Linked DNA regions of Mus musculus: region 2 is linked to region 1. A link is a contact called in public Hi-C data. All regions are on one chromosome and are shown on one strand. Each heading gives the region's core, a stretch centred on a gene start, on an enhancer-like site or on the middle of the called end of the contact. The rest is flanking DNA. Distances are from core to core; before and after follow the strand shown. Region 1 holds the start of Nipbl (NIPBL cohesin loading factor). Region 2 holds the start of Rad1 (RAD1 checkpoint DNA exonuclease).

Evidence for each region. Hi-C and Micro-C count contacts between places; a contact is called where the count stands out from the background.
Region 2: a Hi-C map of uterus shows a contact between it and region 1. The contact joins the promoter of Rad1 here to the promoter of Nipbl in region 1. A contact is called at or near these places in 2 of 39 promoter capture datasets (hippocampal neurons and pre-B cells), 6 of 484 Hi-C or Micro-C datasets (B cells, CD4 T cells, CD8 T cells and 3 more), 5 of 115 datasets of contacts at active chromatin or transcription factors (astrocytes, craniofacial prominence, differentiating embryonic stem cells and 2 more) and 1 of 9 other capture datasets (adipose tissue).

Annotation. Positions count from the first base shown.
Region 1 is chr15:8,443,185-8,445,961 of GRCm38.p6, reverse strand. Nipbl (NIPBL cohesin loading factor) reads left to right here and starts at 1,499. Exons shown (of 47, transcript NM_027707.3): 1 at 1,499-1,837. It overlaps LOC102634078, which reads right to left. Exons shown (of 3, transcript XM_017316813.1): 2 at 1,998-2,247; 3 at 99-1,899. The coding sequence ends at 671.
Region 2 is chr15:10,484,624-10,487,323 of GRCm38.p6, reverse strand. Rad1 (RAD1 checkpoint DNA exonuclease) reads right to left here and starts at 1,306. Exons shown (of 6, transcript NM_011232.3): 1 at 1,060-1,306; 2 at 608-871. The coding sequence starts at 805. It overlaps Brix1 (BRX1, biogenesis of ribosomes), which reads left to right and starts at 1,387. Exons shown (of 10, transcript NM_026396.3): 1 at 1,387-1,589. The coding sequence starts at 1,431.

The DNA.
Region 1 (2,777 bases), core at 250-2,749:
GACAAAATCTTTAACACCTCACCCCCAGTGACTTCTAAAGCAAAAGAATAACCTGTAGGCGAGCTGTCCTATACATCAGTGCATAGACAAGCAAACGATTAACGCTGACAACTTATTTTATTTAAAAAAATATAATATGGTTCCTCCTGAGTAAAATGTGCTTACCTACTGGCACTTTTTACCTGAAGAATTAGCCCCCTTACAATTTATACAAAAACAAACAAACAAACAAGCAAGCAAACAGAAAACTGTGTGGCGATGAAATGCCCTCCGGTTTTACAGTAAGACACTACCATCGGGTACGGTACTGTATTCGTATTCACATTTTGTACTCCAGCCTTGTCCAGAGCCTCTGAGTTTTCAACATACAGAGGAAAACGATGTTTTGAAGTGCGCCGGTGCCGGGGCTCCGGTGCCCGGCGTCAGGATGGCCTGGGCTCCACCCACACCTAGATCGCAGCGCCAGAGCGACCGGCTCCTTGCTTGCACAGCGTCGCCTACAGGCCTTATCCCGACTACCAGGGAGGCAATCAAAACCACCGCCAAAAAGGAAAAAAAAAAAAAAAAAAAAAAAAAAAAGAGGCAAGTCCAGCAGCCCTCTCGTATTTCCAGAAATTAATGCACCACCACCACCACGATCACGATTCCAACTCAGCCAGGCTGGGAGTCTTCACCTCCGAGGACTGTGTTCTTCGCAGAAAATAACCCAGACAGACATAGGATCCGGCCGCTCCCGGGACGATCCATCCATCACGGCTGCGGGAACAGCGTTTGAAAGGTCGGCATCCAACCCGCCGGCAGCGGGAGCTCGGCTTCCCCCCGGGGCCCGGGGCCGGCCAGTCAGGGAGAGCAGCGCGGCCTCGGCTGGCCGCCTTCTCCGGGATTGAGGGTGGGGGGCTATGAGGCCCGGAGCGCCTGAGAAGAGGGAGATCCCGGCCTCACGCCACCACAGCGGACCAGCGCCCGGCTGCTGTCGCCTCGAGGGGGACCAAAAGGAAAAAAAAAAAAAAAAAATCAAGCCGGTCACCCGAGCAACGGCGTAGACGCCGTCTTGCAGAAGCGACCCCACGGGCAGCATCCACGGCCGTCCGTTGCACAGGACAAGGGCACGGAGCAGAACCGCCGCTGCTGCTCCCGCTGCCTCCGCCGCTGTCGCCGCCGCCGCCGCGCCTCCGGAGCCCGCGGGAGCCGGCGCGCTGAGGCAGAGCTGCGAGCCCGAGTGGCGGCGGCGGCGGTGGCGGCGGCGGAAGTGGAGTAGGGAAGAGGGGGTGGTTGTTAGTGTTTGGCGCCGGCGGAGGGAGTCATTCCTGCAGCTGCACTTCCGGTCGGCATTTTGTTCTGAGAGGGAGAGACGGAACGAGAGAGAGAGACACACACACACATACACACACACATACACACACACACACACACATACACACACACACACACACACACTGGGCTCCTTCCCCCCCGCCCGCCCTCCCGTCCCTCCCTCCCTCCGTCGGTACCGACTCACCCGACACCAGCAAAGCCGCCAGGGAGGGACGCCCCCGCCGCCAGGAGGATTGGTTCCCGGGCCCGCGGCGATGCCCCCCCGGTAGCTCGGGGCCCCCGGCCGGGTGTTTGTGTGAGTGTTTCTATGTGGGAGAAGGAGGAGGAGGACGAAGAAGAAGCCGCGATTTGTCTTCTCGGCTGCTCTCCCCCCGGCTCTACATGTTCCCCGCACTGAGGAGACGGAAGAGGAGCCGTAGCCACCCCCCCTCCCGGCCCGGATTATAGTCTCGCTCTCTCGCTCTCTCTCTCTTGCCACCGCGGCCTCGGCCTCCGCTTCGGATTCAGACGCCGATTCGCCCAGGTAAATTCCTGCTCTTTTATTTCGGCGGCGGCGGTGGCGGCGGTGGCGCCGGCGCCAGGTCCCTCAGCGTTTCTCCTCCTCGCTCCCCTCCCCGCCGTTTCCTCAGCGGCCCCGGGTCTCTTCCACGGGGCGAGTCGAGAGAGTGAGTTCGCTCGCTCGCTCCTCTCCGGCGGCAGCCACCCTGGGTGGCGGCGGCGGCGGCGGTGGCGGCGGGGTTCGTAGCCTCTCCCGGCCGGCTTCGGTGACGGGGAACCGGGCTCCCTGCCGGGCGGCCGGGGAGGCGTAGGCCCGGCGGAGAGTGCAGGCCGCGGGCCAGCGGAATCTACTTGAGCTCGGGGATTAGGAGAGCTCCGGGCTGAGCGGAGCGACTGCTGGTCGGTGACAGGCCTCGCCCGGGAGAGGAGCCGTAGCTAGTGAGGAGGCGGAAACAATACAACTATCAGCAAATGTGCCCCGATCGTCCCCCATATTTACAACTTTCCCGGTCCGGGAGTGGGGAACGTCCCAGTGAAACAAACAACCCCCCTTCTTCCCCCTGTGACCCCATGAAGGGAGGAAGTAGTTTCAGTTAGTGAAACAAATGTAAATACTCAGACACGGCTACAGTGGTAATTCTCTGCCAAACTTGTTTGGACGTTTTGGAAAGTTAATAAAGACTGGTTTCCTTTGTAAAAGGATCAAACCGTCCACATGTATATTTAATCTAGAAAACCCTAGCGTTGTGCACACTGCACATCCCCGCCCAGGAGCTTTTATGTTGTTTGACAGAGTGTGTTGCACATGGACTTTTTATTCAAAGACCAAGTAGAAAGAACTTGACAGGTTTACTCCGACACTTTGTATTTGTATCTGTTATGTAAGGATAATTTTAAATGACTACATAAAACTCTCTGGATACTTTTTAGCCTAAACGGGTGCAAGAATACAAAGAATTCTAAGT
Region 2 (2,700 bases), core at 57-2,556, 2.0 Mb before region 1:
CTATGTGAACTTGCCCTAACTCTGTCTTGTGCCTATCCCTTAAAGCTAAAGTCACTTAAGGATAGGATAATTCAGTGTCAGGCAGTGGTGGTACATGCCTTTAATCCCAGCACTTGGGAGGCAGAGGCAAGGCAGAAGCAGGCGGATCTCCAAGAACTTGAAGCCAGTCTGGTCTATAAACCAAGTTCCAGGTAACCAGGGTTACATGTTAGACTCTATCTCCGGGGGAAAATGCTCCGAGGAAAAATTACAGCCAATAAGAGGAAAAACTAAAACGTGCATGACAATAATACTGTAAAGAGTAAATAGGGTTCTCGCCCTAATTCAATCAGTTGTAAGACTACTGAAAATTAAATCTGGTGCCACTATGTCAAACGAGAAAGTGTCTATATGTGTAAAGATTAAAAGAGGAAAATGGTGAGAAGAGTCATTAATAAACTATCACTAGTAATCGTTATCTGTGTGAGACAAGATGGGGAAAGTATTTGTTGGCAGGAAAGAAAAAAAAGTAACGACATTTTGTTCACTAACTTGAGTTTTGTTGAATTAAGTCCTTCCAAATTCATTCATTAGGGAATGCTTTAAAAATGTCTTCACTCCCCCATACCTGAATAAAGGCATTTGCTTGCACACACTTTGCATTCTCCACTGTAACCTTGATTCCGTTTTTGGTAGCAAAACACGTGGCGTGTTCTCTGAAATGAATGGCTTTCAAGACAGTGGAGAGATTCCTAACGTTGTCAAGGCTGGCCACTAAGCAGTACTGTTCGTACTCCTCTTCATTGTACTGGGTTAGGAGAGGCATGGATGGTCCACGGTACCGTCGGCTCCGAGAAGAAGGATGCTCCTCTTCCGGAAGATGTGTGAAAACCTGAGACACGGAACAACAAACCTCGCTATCAGTGCGGACAGGACTGGCGACCTCAACCCGAGCCGAAATCGAGATCATTCTATTTTCATGTCTCAAAACTACGGTATTCTACACTGAATGCAGTTCACAGGGTAGCTCTAAAAGGCGCGGGTAACCGGGCTTGCTTAGCACCTCTGAGCGCCACCAACCTGGCTTGCAGGAGAACGCGACTTCGGCCCGCTCGCCGCACAGCGGCCACTAAGGGAGCCCCTGGCGCCAGGCTGTGGGTGACGTCCGACCCCTCAAAGCCCCTGCCACCCCAGCCCCAAGAACACCCTGAGCGTCCAAAAAGCTAGCAAGCCAGGCAAACAGCTCCCGCCACCGTTCAGATACGCAACCACCTAGGCCACCGTCACCACCGAGCCGCCGTGTGCCTAGAGAGTCTACCTCGAGACCGGAAGCGAGCGCCTTGGAGCCGGATGACTTAACTCACAGCCTAACGTGGGCTACCATAGAGATCGGAAGGCAGAGCGAGCGGCAGAACCGGAAGTGCAGGCAGCGACCGACGCGGCGAGGCGAGATGGCGGCGACCAAGAGAAAGCGGCGTGGAGGCTTGGAGGTTCAAGCGAAGAAGCCAAAAAGGAGCTCGAAAGATGCCGGGCAGCCAGCTAAGCAGGCCGATGTGGCCAAAGAGGCGGAGGAGGAAAATAGAGATCGTATTCCAGGTCCGGTTTGCAAGGTAAGAGGCCCGACTCCCGAAGTTGGAGTCGGCGCTCTGACCCACCTTTGGGCCACCGAAGCAGCGAAGTGACTCCAGTCAAAACTTGACAGGATCTTATGCTTAGGGTTCCCTGGAGGGACTGGACAGTGTTTATGTCTAATTTTCGTGTAGATGGCCTTCTTCCTGGAGACAGCAGTTCGTAGACCCTAAGCCAGTTAACAGGGAGTTGATTTAATGGGTGTTTAGTTCCAGGATCCTTGTCTTCCAGTTACTGACCCCCACCCCGCCTCCCCAGAGTAATGGTTTTCCTTTGTCTTTTTTTTTTTTTTTTCTCAGAGTCTTTTTGGTGTAACTATAAATTCCTTCTGTTTTGGTCCGTATCACATAGGATTACCGAAGTATGTATGTATGTATGTATGTATTTATTTATTTATTTGCCAAGCCTTTAAAGCTACAGTCCTGTGAGTCTGTGACTCTGACTTGTTTGGTTAGATCTTTTAACTCAAGGGTCCTAGACCACTAGTTTTACTGTGTCAAACAGTGCGACACACTTATACCAAGATGAGCTTCCCTGGCCTTAGCATCTAGGAAATAATGAACAAGAGTTCCTCCAGAAATATTGGAGTTTAGAAGGAAAGAAGGCTTCATAGAAAACTGTGTGTCTCTTCTAAAGGCCAGCAGGTTCTTGTTGGAGTTACTTTCAGTCACCTGGAAACTCCTTAAGGAAGGTATCTGTATGGAGGAAATCTTGCCTCAGACTTGTTAGTCCTTTGTGCTTAGTGTAGTACTCAAGTACTGAGTGAGGCAATGTGGACATTGTACCCCACTTTTAATTAACAGTTAAATCTTGTACCTTTGTCTGAAAGGATAAAAGTGACTTTTGAGGAAAATTAGCTGGTTTTCAATAAAAGTTAGTGCGCTCCCTCTTAGGAGCTGGACATGAAACATGAAGGGAACTAATCTGAATCACACTATGATATATGAATTGGAATTAATGAGACAATTACTACTATTAGGGTGGTAAGGAAACACCCTAATAGTAACTTTTAGCTGAATTTCAAAGAAAGGCTTAAATTTATGTATTTAGAAAGACAGGGGGGGGGGGTGGTGGAAAAAATTCATCAACGGC